Linked DNA regions of Mus musculus: region 1 is linked to region 2. Evidence: chromatin contacts called from public promoter capture Hi-C data. All regions are on one chromosome and are shown on one strand. The core of a region is the stretch at or near the end of the contact, and the rest is flanking DNA. Distances in the headings are between cores, read along the strand shown.

Evidence for each region. Capture Hi-C pulls out chosen DNA fragments and counts their contacts.
Region 1: a promoter capture Hi-C map of adipose tissue shows a contact between it and region 2. The contact joins the promoter of Gnl2 here to the promoter of 1700125G02Rik in region 2. A contact is called at or near these places in 1 of 39 promoter capture datasets (trophoblast stem cells), 3 of 484 Hi-C or Micro-C datasets (embryonic stem cells, nephron progenitors and stem cell-derived neural progenitor cells) and 2 of 9 other capture datasets (adipose tissue and liver).

What each region holds. Positions count from the first base shown.
Region 1 is chr4:125,027,878-125,033,133 of GRCm38.p6, reverse strand. It overlaps Gnl2 (guanine nucleotide binding protein-like 2 (nucleolar)), which reads right to left and starts at 3,120. Exons shown (of 16, transcript NM_145552.2): 1 at 2,940-3,120. The coding sequence starts at 3,003.
Region 2 is chr4:124,891,908-124,896,662 of GRCm38.p6, reverse strand. It overlaps 1700125G02Rik (RIKEN cDNA 1700125G02 gene), which reads left to right and starts at 1,881. Exons shown (of 3, transcript NR_040651.1): 1 at 1,881-2,183. It overlaps Epha10 (Eph receptor A10), which reads right to left. Exons shown (of 17, transcript NM_001256432.2): 4 at 2,416-2,571; 5 at 1,609-1,959.

The sequences.
Region 1 (5,256 bases), core at 1,871-4,370, 140 kb before region 2:
TTTTCTTTGGTAGACAGGGTTTTTCTGTGTAGCCCTGGCTGACCTCAAACTCAGAAATCCTCCTGTCTCTGCTCCCAAGTGCTGGGATTAAAGGCGTGCGCCACCGCTGCCTGGCTTCTGAACCCTTTCTTAAATAAGGACTTCAAGGACCATCCTGAGCAGCAGCATAAAGAGCCCCACATGGCAACTTTACAGCACACTCAGGCACATTCATCTAGACAACTCGTAACTCAAGATTCTGACATATAGGAATGCTATTCTTCTCATTTAACTTGCCTTGCTCCAGAATGAAGAAAGTAAAAGGGACTTTGGAATATCAAACATTAAGGTTCTCATTCAGTCTTATACAAACTGAATTTTTAGACTTCTGGTGCTTTTATTTCTCTAAAAATAGGGAATATGTGTGCATCACCATGTCTGGCTGCCATTTAATTTTTAATCCTTAGTCATAATCTACATTGGTTACATAAAATCAATATCCATCTTTAAAAAGTGTAACCACTACTATGTCCACAATAGCCATGTAGTTAAATGGGTAGAATGCTTGCCTAGCACTCCAAAGCCCTGTGTGTGATCCCTAGCACTGCACAAACCAGCCATTGTGGCACAGCCACTAATTCCAGCACTAGAAGCAAGGATTAGAAGTTAGAAAACAGGGACTAGAGAGATGGCTCGGTGATTAAGAGCACTGACTGCTTTTCCAGTAGGTCCTGAGTTCAATTCCCAGCAACCACATGGTGGCTTGCAACCATCTGTAATGGAATCTGATGTCCTCTTTTGGTGTGTCTGAAGAAGCTACAGTGTACTCATATATATAAAATAAATCTTAAAAAAAAAAAAAAAAAAGCTAGAAGATATCCTTGGCCAAACGTTGAGTCAGAGGCAACAAACTGAGACCCTATCTAAAAATAAATTAAAGGAGTAGGCCAGAGAGATGGTTTGGCAGTTAAGAGAACTTGCTATTTTTGCAGAGGACCTGGGTTTAATTCCCAGCACCTACAAGGTGGCTCACAACCATCTATAGGAGCAAACAGAGTGTACATATTATGTAGGCAAAACTCAAATATAAAGTAAATAAATATTTTTAAAAAGAAAATATTTTTAGTCTTTTTTTTTTTTGGTTTGGTTTTTCAAGATAGGGTTTCTCTGTGTAGCCCTGGCTGTCCTGGAACTCACTCTGTAGACCAGGCTGGCCTCAAACTCACTGAGATCCACCTGCCTCTGCCTCCCAGGTACTGGGATTAAAGATGTGAGCCACCACCTGTCTTAACTTTCAAGAGATGATGATGGGTTCTAAAAGTTGGGTTAAATTTCACACAAATCATGGCTTATAGGACTGATTCCCACAGCTTCTGAGGTTAGAAGCAGCATATCTAGAAACCCTCTTTGTGAATTCATAACTAATTCTCTTGTCCTAAATTTTTAATAATTTTATTTATTTATACTTCATATGTAAGTATAATATGTAATACCATATCCTGCCCACATGTCTCTGCACTAAACACACACAGCGTGTCAGTGAAGGCCAGAAGTGGGTGGCAGATCTCTTGGAACTGGAGTTACAGATAGATGGTCGTCTGTATCATGGGTGCTGGGAATCACTGCAGGTCCCCTGCAAGAACAGCCAGCGTTCTTAACCCCTGAGCCATCTCTCCAGCCCCTCCCACTCTAAATTTTAAGAGAGAACCCAAAATCAAACTAAACCCCTGGAGGGCTCTCCTGAGAAGTCGGCCCACACACATCTGGCTACCTATCCTTTTCCTGAGTCCCTCTTCCTACCAACCCTCAAGGTTTCCGTCTACATTTTTCAGCTGTTGATAAACTTAACCCCTGCTTAGAAACATCATCACACTAATCACCAACCAATCCCAAGTGAATCTTCCAAATGCATGGTATTATGTGACTTAATACAGTTATAAAAGATCACAAAGTAACGCAGCAACTTTCCTGCATGTTCTCCTTTAGTACTGCTACATACACAGTACTAAACATTATACGGATATATGTGGGTAGATGCCTTGAAGGCCAGAGGTATCAGATTCCCCTTGGAGTTGAACTTCCAGGTAGGTGAGAGCTGATTGAACTGGAATTGAACTCTGGTCCTCCTGCAACAGCAGTACGAGTGAGCTCTTATTCTCCCCATGTTCTCTCCAGTCTCTGAGTGTTTTCATCATTTTTTTAAAAAAATCTAATCAAAACCCTAATTATGCAAATTACAAGGAGATACAGAAGTCAGCTATCCTTGCAGCCTTACGGAGACAAGAGTATACCTAATTTTTCCCCCCACCAGTTTGAGACAGTCTCACTATGCAGACCAGGCTGGCCTCGAATTCACAAGAGATCTGTCTGTCCTGCCTTCCCAGTATTGGGAACTACAGGGATGCGTCACCAAGCCCCTCTATGACTAACCCATATTTAAACACAGTTTTAGTAGCTAAATCAAAGTGGGAGGGACTCCTCGAAAGCCTGTTTTGTTTGCCCTGTAGATGGGAATTTCTCGTATCTCAAAACCACCTCTATTGAAATCACTATATTTACCTGAAGTGTTGCTTATGCATGGTCTGATTCCACGGTCAAAGCTAAGGTGGCACGAATGCTATGGTTAAGGGTAAAATGCCACCTGGGCCAACCTACTCCACTCTGTGTCTTCAGTCTGTACCCTGTAGTCCAGATAGCCACTAACTCGTGATCCCCTCTGCCTCAGCTTCCTAAGTGCTGGGATGACAGGCATGTGCCAGGACTCCAGGACCCTAGCCCACTTTTAACTTGCCTTTCTCTACACCTCCTCCTGAGAGGCCTCGGGGCTGCCAGAGGCTGGCGTGACTCATCCCCCAACTTTAGAGCAGGTGCCTAGACCTCGGGTCCGCCGCCCAGGCCGGAACGGGCCTTCCTCCGTCCCCGACGGCTCCTGCGGCCTGGTCCCGCCCGGTCCGCCGTACCTGGGTTGGTGCTGGCCGCCGAGCGGTTGATGGTGCTCCGTCCTTTGTACTTGGGCTTCACCATCCTGACGACAGTACCGACACCGCTCTGCTACTCGCGAGGTAAACCACTTCACGACTTCCCAGCCGGGAAAGCGTCCTGTGTGAAGCACGTTGGACCCTGAACACGCGCGACGTCACTTCCGCTCGCGCTACGCGACTTCCTGAGAGCGCGCGGCGCTTGCCTAAGGCTGACCCGGCTCCGCCTCTGTCCTGCTCCCGCCTCCCCCGGGTCTAGCAACCGTCAAGCGTCCCTTCCATAGCAACGTCCAGGGCACCGGGCAGTCCTGGGTTTAGTGAGAAAAAGAGAGAAAGAGAAAAAGAGAGAAGCCTGTTCTCGGCCCAGTGCATGAGCTGATGGGAATTTGCCCTCTGAACCTTTCTAAAAGTGTTCCAGCAAGAGCGGGCAAATATCAGAACAGGTCATACCTGCCTTTAAATTTTAGGCTGGAGTAGAGCAGTTTTTAGTAACAACAGACTTTGGATTCAAGCCTCAGCTTGAAAGAAAGAGAGAGAGACAGAGAGACAGAGAGAGAGACAGAGAGAGAGAGAGAGAGAGAGAGAGAGAGACAGAGAGAGAGAGAGAGAGAGATTTTAAATTCTCCAATGGTTTATTATCGCAAAGAGAGACAGATTCAAACTCCTTCCAATCCCTACAAAACTTGTGATCTGGCTCCGTTCCTCTGACCTCATTTCTCCCTCTTCTGACATTTACACTGAATGTTGCTCTGTTTGATCACACATTCCCTGAATCGGCATCGCTGGTTCCTTCTGGTCAGTTCCTGCTCAAATATCCTCTATCCATAGGATTGCAAACACTAGCAAATTCATCAGCATGGTGACACACACCTATAATACCAATGCTCAAAAGGCAGAGGAAGGAGTTCCAGACTTGTCCACATTATATAGCATGACTTGTCTCCAAGAAGGTGGAGGAGTAGGAGTAGGAGCAGGAGGAGGGGGAGGAGGAGGAGGAGGGGGAAGCAGGAGGGGGGGAGGAGAACATCAAGAAAAAAAATACAAGACAGTGAAATTTGAATTTCAGGTTAAAAATAAATAAACACACTTTCTAGCTTATATTCCAATCATCGTTTAGGATAACTTAAAGGATCTAAGGAAACATGATATACTTGAGAGGCTAAGGCAGGAGGATTGTCACAAGTTCAAATCCAGCTTGAGCTACATAGAGAGACCCTACACCAAAAGATTTTTTTCACTGTTCACTTGTTTTTAAATGGAACTACATTCTCTTGATCTATCTGGCAGCAGCTCCTTTGGCAGAAGTATTTGCTGAGTTACTGATTTAAGTCAGCCACTCTCTTCCTGTTATTCCATCCCACCTCACTTCACGGCACATGCCACTACCCGAAATGACTCTGTTCACAAGAGCATTGGCTGCTTTCTTGGGTCTAGGCCATAAGCTTAGGAAAATGGAAATCAGGTACGTTATTCACCTCCGTGTCCCCAGAACGTAACAAAGCTGAGTGTGTTGGCATGAGCCTCTAACCTCAGCATTTGAGGTTAGACTATCTGCCGTGAGTTCAAGGCTAGTCTAGCCTGGGCTATATAGGAAGATACAAGCCAAACTGTAGAAAAAGACATTATCTTTTTGTTTGTTTGTTTGCTTGTGTTTTGAGATAGGGTTCCTTTTTGTAGCCCTAGCTGCCCTGGAACTCACTCTGTAGTCCATGCTGGCCTCCAGAGTGCTGGGATTAAAGTGTGTGCCACTTCCAGTGTGGCGGTGTGCCACCACAGCCCTCTGAGACATTATCTTGAGAGAGAGAGAGAGAGAGAGAGAGACTGTCACAAAGGTGCAGTTAAGTATGTAAAGGTCCCCTGGGCTTAAAAATTAAAAACACTTTGAACAGGCATCTGACATAAAATAAGGCCTTACTAAATCTTTCTTGGATGAATAAGGACAGAGGTGGGGGGGGGGTACCTCTTGTCTAAAGGGCCCCATGAGACCCAGGGAATTCTGTTTCCCAGATTTCAACCAAGTGCCTTTTCTGTTGGGACTTGAGTTGACAGGAGTGCCTATCTGTGTGCCTTCGAGAAGGACCAGAAAAATGCTGATTGAGTAAGATCCATGAGAAGTGTGGGGCCATTGGATCTGAGTTCATTTTGTAAGAAGAAAACCTGTGGTGAAGCGCTCCAGTTGAAAGAGGTACAGTTGAGCGCTTCTCTGAGTCTAAAACAAACAAACCCCGAAATATTCTTTCTAGAGCAAAAGCAGACTGTGTCCAGAGGAGAGATGGGAGTCTCTTTCCCTTCTTAAACT
Region 2 (4,755 bases), core at 632-3,131:
AGAACATTGGCTGCTCTTCCAGAGGACCTGGGTTCCATTCCCAGTACCCATATGGCAGCTCACAGCAACTGTCTGTAACTCCAGTTCCAGGAGATCCAGTATACTCTTCTGAGCTCTGTTGCTACTAAGCACAAGCACGGTACACAGACACACATGCAGGCAGAACACTCAGGAACATAAAATAATGAGAAAATATAATAATATACTATGTGTAAATATTATATTTGTTACATACATATATACATATTATAGAGAGAGTTTTATAGAAATAGTCGTATGTATAAAACATTGTAGCGATAATACTAGTTGGGTTGTTTTGTTTTGGTTGGTTTGATTTTTGGGTTTTTTGTTTGCTTGTTTGTTTTCCTTTTAAGGCAAAGTCTCTCTGTATAGCCCTGGCTGTCCTGGAACTCCCAGTGTAGACCAGGCAGGCCTCAAACTAACAGAGATTCTGCGTGTCTCTGTCTCTCACACGTACCAACACTAAAGGAGTGTACCATCACGCCTGGCCACACTTTTATTCTTTAAGACAAAGTTTCCTGTGGCCCAGACTGAGCTCAGATTCATTTTGTGTGTCAGAATGACCTTGAACTGAGTGCTGGGATTGGACACGCCTCTCTGTTTCTTTTCTTCCTTCTTTGCTACCTGTGAACAAGCCCAATGCCTCTAGCGTGCTCGGCAAATGTGACACCTTTGAGCTACACTCTCAGGCCTTGACCTGTTCAAAATGTAAACGCAATAGCAAGGGTTAAGTCCCAACAGAAACAATAAAGAACAGAAGTGTCCCAGAAAACCAGGTAGATTGGGAAATCGCTCTCAAAGTCCTAGGAAAGGGATTAAGAGCGAAAAAGTGACAAGATGTGAGAATGTGAGAATGAGAAAAGGGATGGAAAACCCAAGGCTTAAAGATTGGGTTAAGAGATACATAGGGAGGCCACTCAAAGCAGCTACCAAGAAAACTTCCCCAGGAGTGAAAAAAGAAAGTTCGGATCAAAGGGTCTACTGTGCTTCAGCCAGGCGAGAGTGAAAAGAAATCATATTGGCTATGTTTCTTCATTTTCATCGGCAGGCTAAGAAATTATTCAAACACCCCTGTGTGTGCACATCTCTACACCCAAGGTACTTACAAAAGAATGAAAATCACCCCAGGCCTCGCTGGAAACCCAACCGACAGGGTAGGGTCACAGAAGACAGGGAAGGAGGGTCACACACCAATCAGATGGGAAAGCCACCGTATGCGCTTATCCATCTTGCAGAGGGCACTCGAGGGATTACTTGAAAGTGTGCACCAGAGGAGAGACAAATCAGAAGAAAATGTCAAGGATGCGGAGGGTGTGATGTCAAAGGTGGTTTTCATCCCGCTGGAAACTCAGAGTAGCGCCACCACTCTGTTGCCTGCGTTCTGAACCTGCCTGTGTCCCTGCTCCTGCAAGGTGGCTGAGTTCGCAAAGGGGGTGGAGGGGAGAAGTGGGGACATCTAGGCACCACCTGGATCCGGGATTAGAGTTGGGGGGGAAAGTCACGTGGGTTCCTGAATTCCTTGGGATGCTTGCGAGGGAACTGCACCTGGGAGTGGGGGACGGTCTCCCATGGGGCGCGCGGCCTTACCCCCGGGTCCGGTGGACACTGTGACCTGCGCATAGGTGGCTCCCGCGGCGGCAGCCGGGCCTGAGACGCCGTTGAGCGCGGCCACGCGCACGGTGTAGCGCGCGCCCGGCCGCAGGTGCAGCAGCGTGGCGGCGCGCTCCCGCAGCCCAGCCTGGCGCGGGACGAAGGCCACGCGCGGCCCGCAGGGTTGGCACGCGCCCGCTGGACCGTCGCGCCCGCAGCGCAGGCACAGCAGCGAGTAGGTGACGTCGGAGCGGCCGCCTGAGTCCGCAGGCGGCAGCCAGCGCAGCCGCAGCGCCAGCGGGGAGCGGCTCAGGCTGTACTGCAGGTCCCGCGGCGCGGACGGCGGCCCTGCGACATGGGGAGGCGCTGAGTGGAACCGGGCAGGGACCCAAGGGACTCATGGGGGGTGGTGCGGGGCTTGGACACCCGGCGTAGGAGCAGTAAGGAAGGTGGCAGACGTGGGGAGCAGCGCGGGTACGGAGATCGAGGGGACCGGGATGTGACATGGTCACAGGGAACAGAGGGCATGACAGAGAGGAGGGACGTCCCAACCAGGCTCAGGAAGAGATGAGGTAAATGGGGAAGGTACTCCCCAGACGGCCACCCACAGAGAATCCTGCCCCCCATTTCCATTCTTCTGGATTCCTCGAGTCCCAAGCCCAGGTTTCCAGACCCACCCCAGGCCTTCCTCTTTGCCCTGTCAGTCCAATTTGCAACCTCCCGCCTCCCACCCTACCCCACCCCGCCTCAGTATTTCCTGGGTGGCGTTCCCCCTCTCCAAGCCCAGTCAGAAGGGAAACTCACGGGTGCAGGAAGCTGAGGGCGGGTCGGTGGGCGAGCGAGCATAGGTGTCCTGGCACACACAGAATGTAGAAGCATTCTCCAGGGCCAAGCTGTGCTCCGGGCAGGGCGAGCAGAGGGGCCTCCTTGGGGACACCTTGTAAAACCCTGGGGGACAAGCTGTGGGAAGGGGTTGGTGAGGAGAAATCTCCTTCCTGACCATGCCCCACCCTGTATTCTTGCCTTTTCTGGATTAGAGTGAGGAAAGTGGGGTGACAGCTCTTAGCTCAGTCTCCTCTGGCCCTTAACAAAAGCTGTGTGTGCAGGGGATGGTGACACAGTTCACTCCCGTGAATACATTTGACTCCATCTCCGTGGTTACGAAGAGAAAAGTGAGGCTGGGAGAGGTTAAGCTGCCAAGTGCTCCACCATTAGTGGGATTCCCACCCCAGCCTAAGGTCAAAGATGCAATCCTGATGGGAGCAAGAGAAAAGAAGGGCGGGGCCTCCAGGAGCTGGGCCCTGTTACTCAGAAACAGATACACAATCCCACTTATACAGGCAGGCAGGCAGAAACACACATGTGTACACACAGAGAGACACAGAGAGGGGTAGGGAGGAAGGAAGAGAGAGACAGAGCAGAGGAGGGGGAGGGAGGGAGGGAGGAAGAGAGCAGAGCTGGGCAGGTGGAGGGGTGGAGTTGCCTGGTGCCCCAGGGGCTTCCTAGATTATTGTGACTTCGACTGCTCAGGAGACTCCGCTGTCCTTGCCTTCACTCACCCACCCAACCTAGGATAGGAACAGGCTGATACTCAAGCTGGCTCAGGTTCATAGCTGAGTTGCACACACACACACACACACACACACACACACACGCACACACACACCACACATGCACGTATTTGCTGGGTGGCCTTGGGCATGTCGGTTAATCTTCCTAAACCTTGTGTAGAATACCTGCCTCAGGAGGACTGACTGAGATAAAACACAGATATGATCTGTGTGGACTGCAGATATGGTAGTAGTAGTAACTACTGTTTCTCCCTCTGAGACCCAAAGAAACAAATAAACACACACTTTATTGACTAACAGACTGATTGAGACAGGCTCTCGTGCAGCCCAGGTTGGCCTTCAACCGTCCTTGTGGCTGAAGATGACCTTGAATTTTTTTTTTTTTTTGATTTTTCGACACAGGGTTTCTCTGTATAGTCTTGGCTGTCCTGGAGCTCACTTTGTAGACCAGGCTGGCCTCGAATTCAGAAATCCACCTGCCTCTGCCTCCCGAGTGCTGGGATTAAAGGCGTGCGCCACCACGCCCGGCCCAACCTTGAATTTTTGTTTTTCCTTCCTTTCCTGAATGCTGGAATCACAGGCCAGGCATGACCATACTCTGAACACCTATCTGATTCTATTTTATCCATTTGTGTGTGCAGGGGGTGTGCTTGCCCATCTGTGAACACAAACAGACCAGAGCTCCACGTCAAGTGCCTTCCTCTGTCACTGCACAACTTAGTTTTTGAGACAGGCTCTCTCGACAAATCAGAAGCCTAGGGTCTCAGCTATTCTAGCTGGCCAGAAACCCTCTGGGGTTTGCTGTCCCCTTCCTGTGCTGGGGTTTCAGACAAGTTATGCCATGCCTAACATTTTGTGGATGCTGGGCATCTCAACTCAGACCTTCAGGCTGGTGCAGCAAGCATTTTACCTCTGAGCCATCTCCCTGCCTTAAATACCCATTTTTAAAAAGGTCTCAGTCAGGTTTGGGGCAGTGACTCCTGACTCCTGCCCTCTCTTGTGCTGGGTCCTACCTGTCTCCCTAGGCCTTTCCTCTAGTTTAGCTAGGGATGGAAGGCTGGATCCAAGAAGACAGAACAACAGCAGGGAGGGAGATTAATTCTTGGGAAGAACTCTACCCTTCTCAGATGGCTTTTTCCACCAGAAAGAAAGGCTATTCATAGGAGGAGCCCAAATTAGGTGTTCCGTGTAGAGTGAACCCTGTCACTCCACCAAGTGGGTCCCAGTAATCTGTACAGCATCAGCAAGCAGACCCACAAGAGACTTGATAATAGTCTGTGTTCCCTAAAGGGAAGCCAAATCTCACTGATTCCCATGGTGACTACGGCAGGACCAAGAACCAAGGTCACTAAGGAAAAAGCAGGACACCGGGCAGTGGTAACACATGCCTTTTAATCCCAGCACTCTGGAGGCAGAGGTAGGCAGATCTCTAAATTTGAGGCCAGCCTGATCTACAGAGTGACTTCCAGGACCGCCAGGGCTACACAGAGAAACCCTGTCTCAAACCAAATAAAATACCAAAATAATCATGACATTAATCATAATCCTAAAGACTGGGGAGATCTTAGCTTTG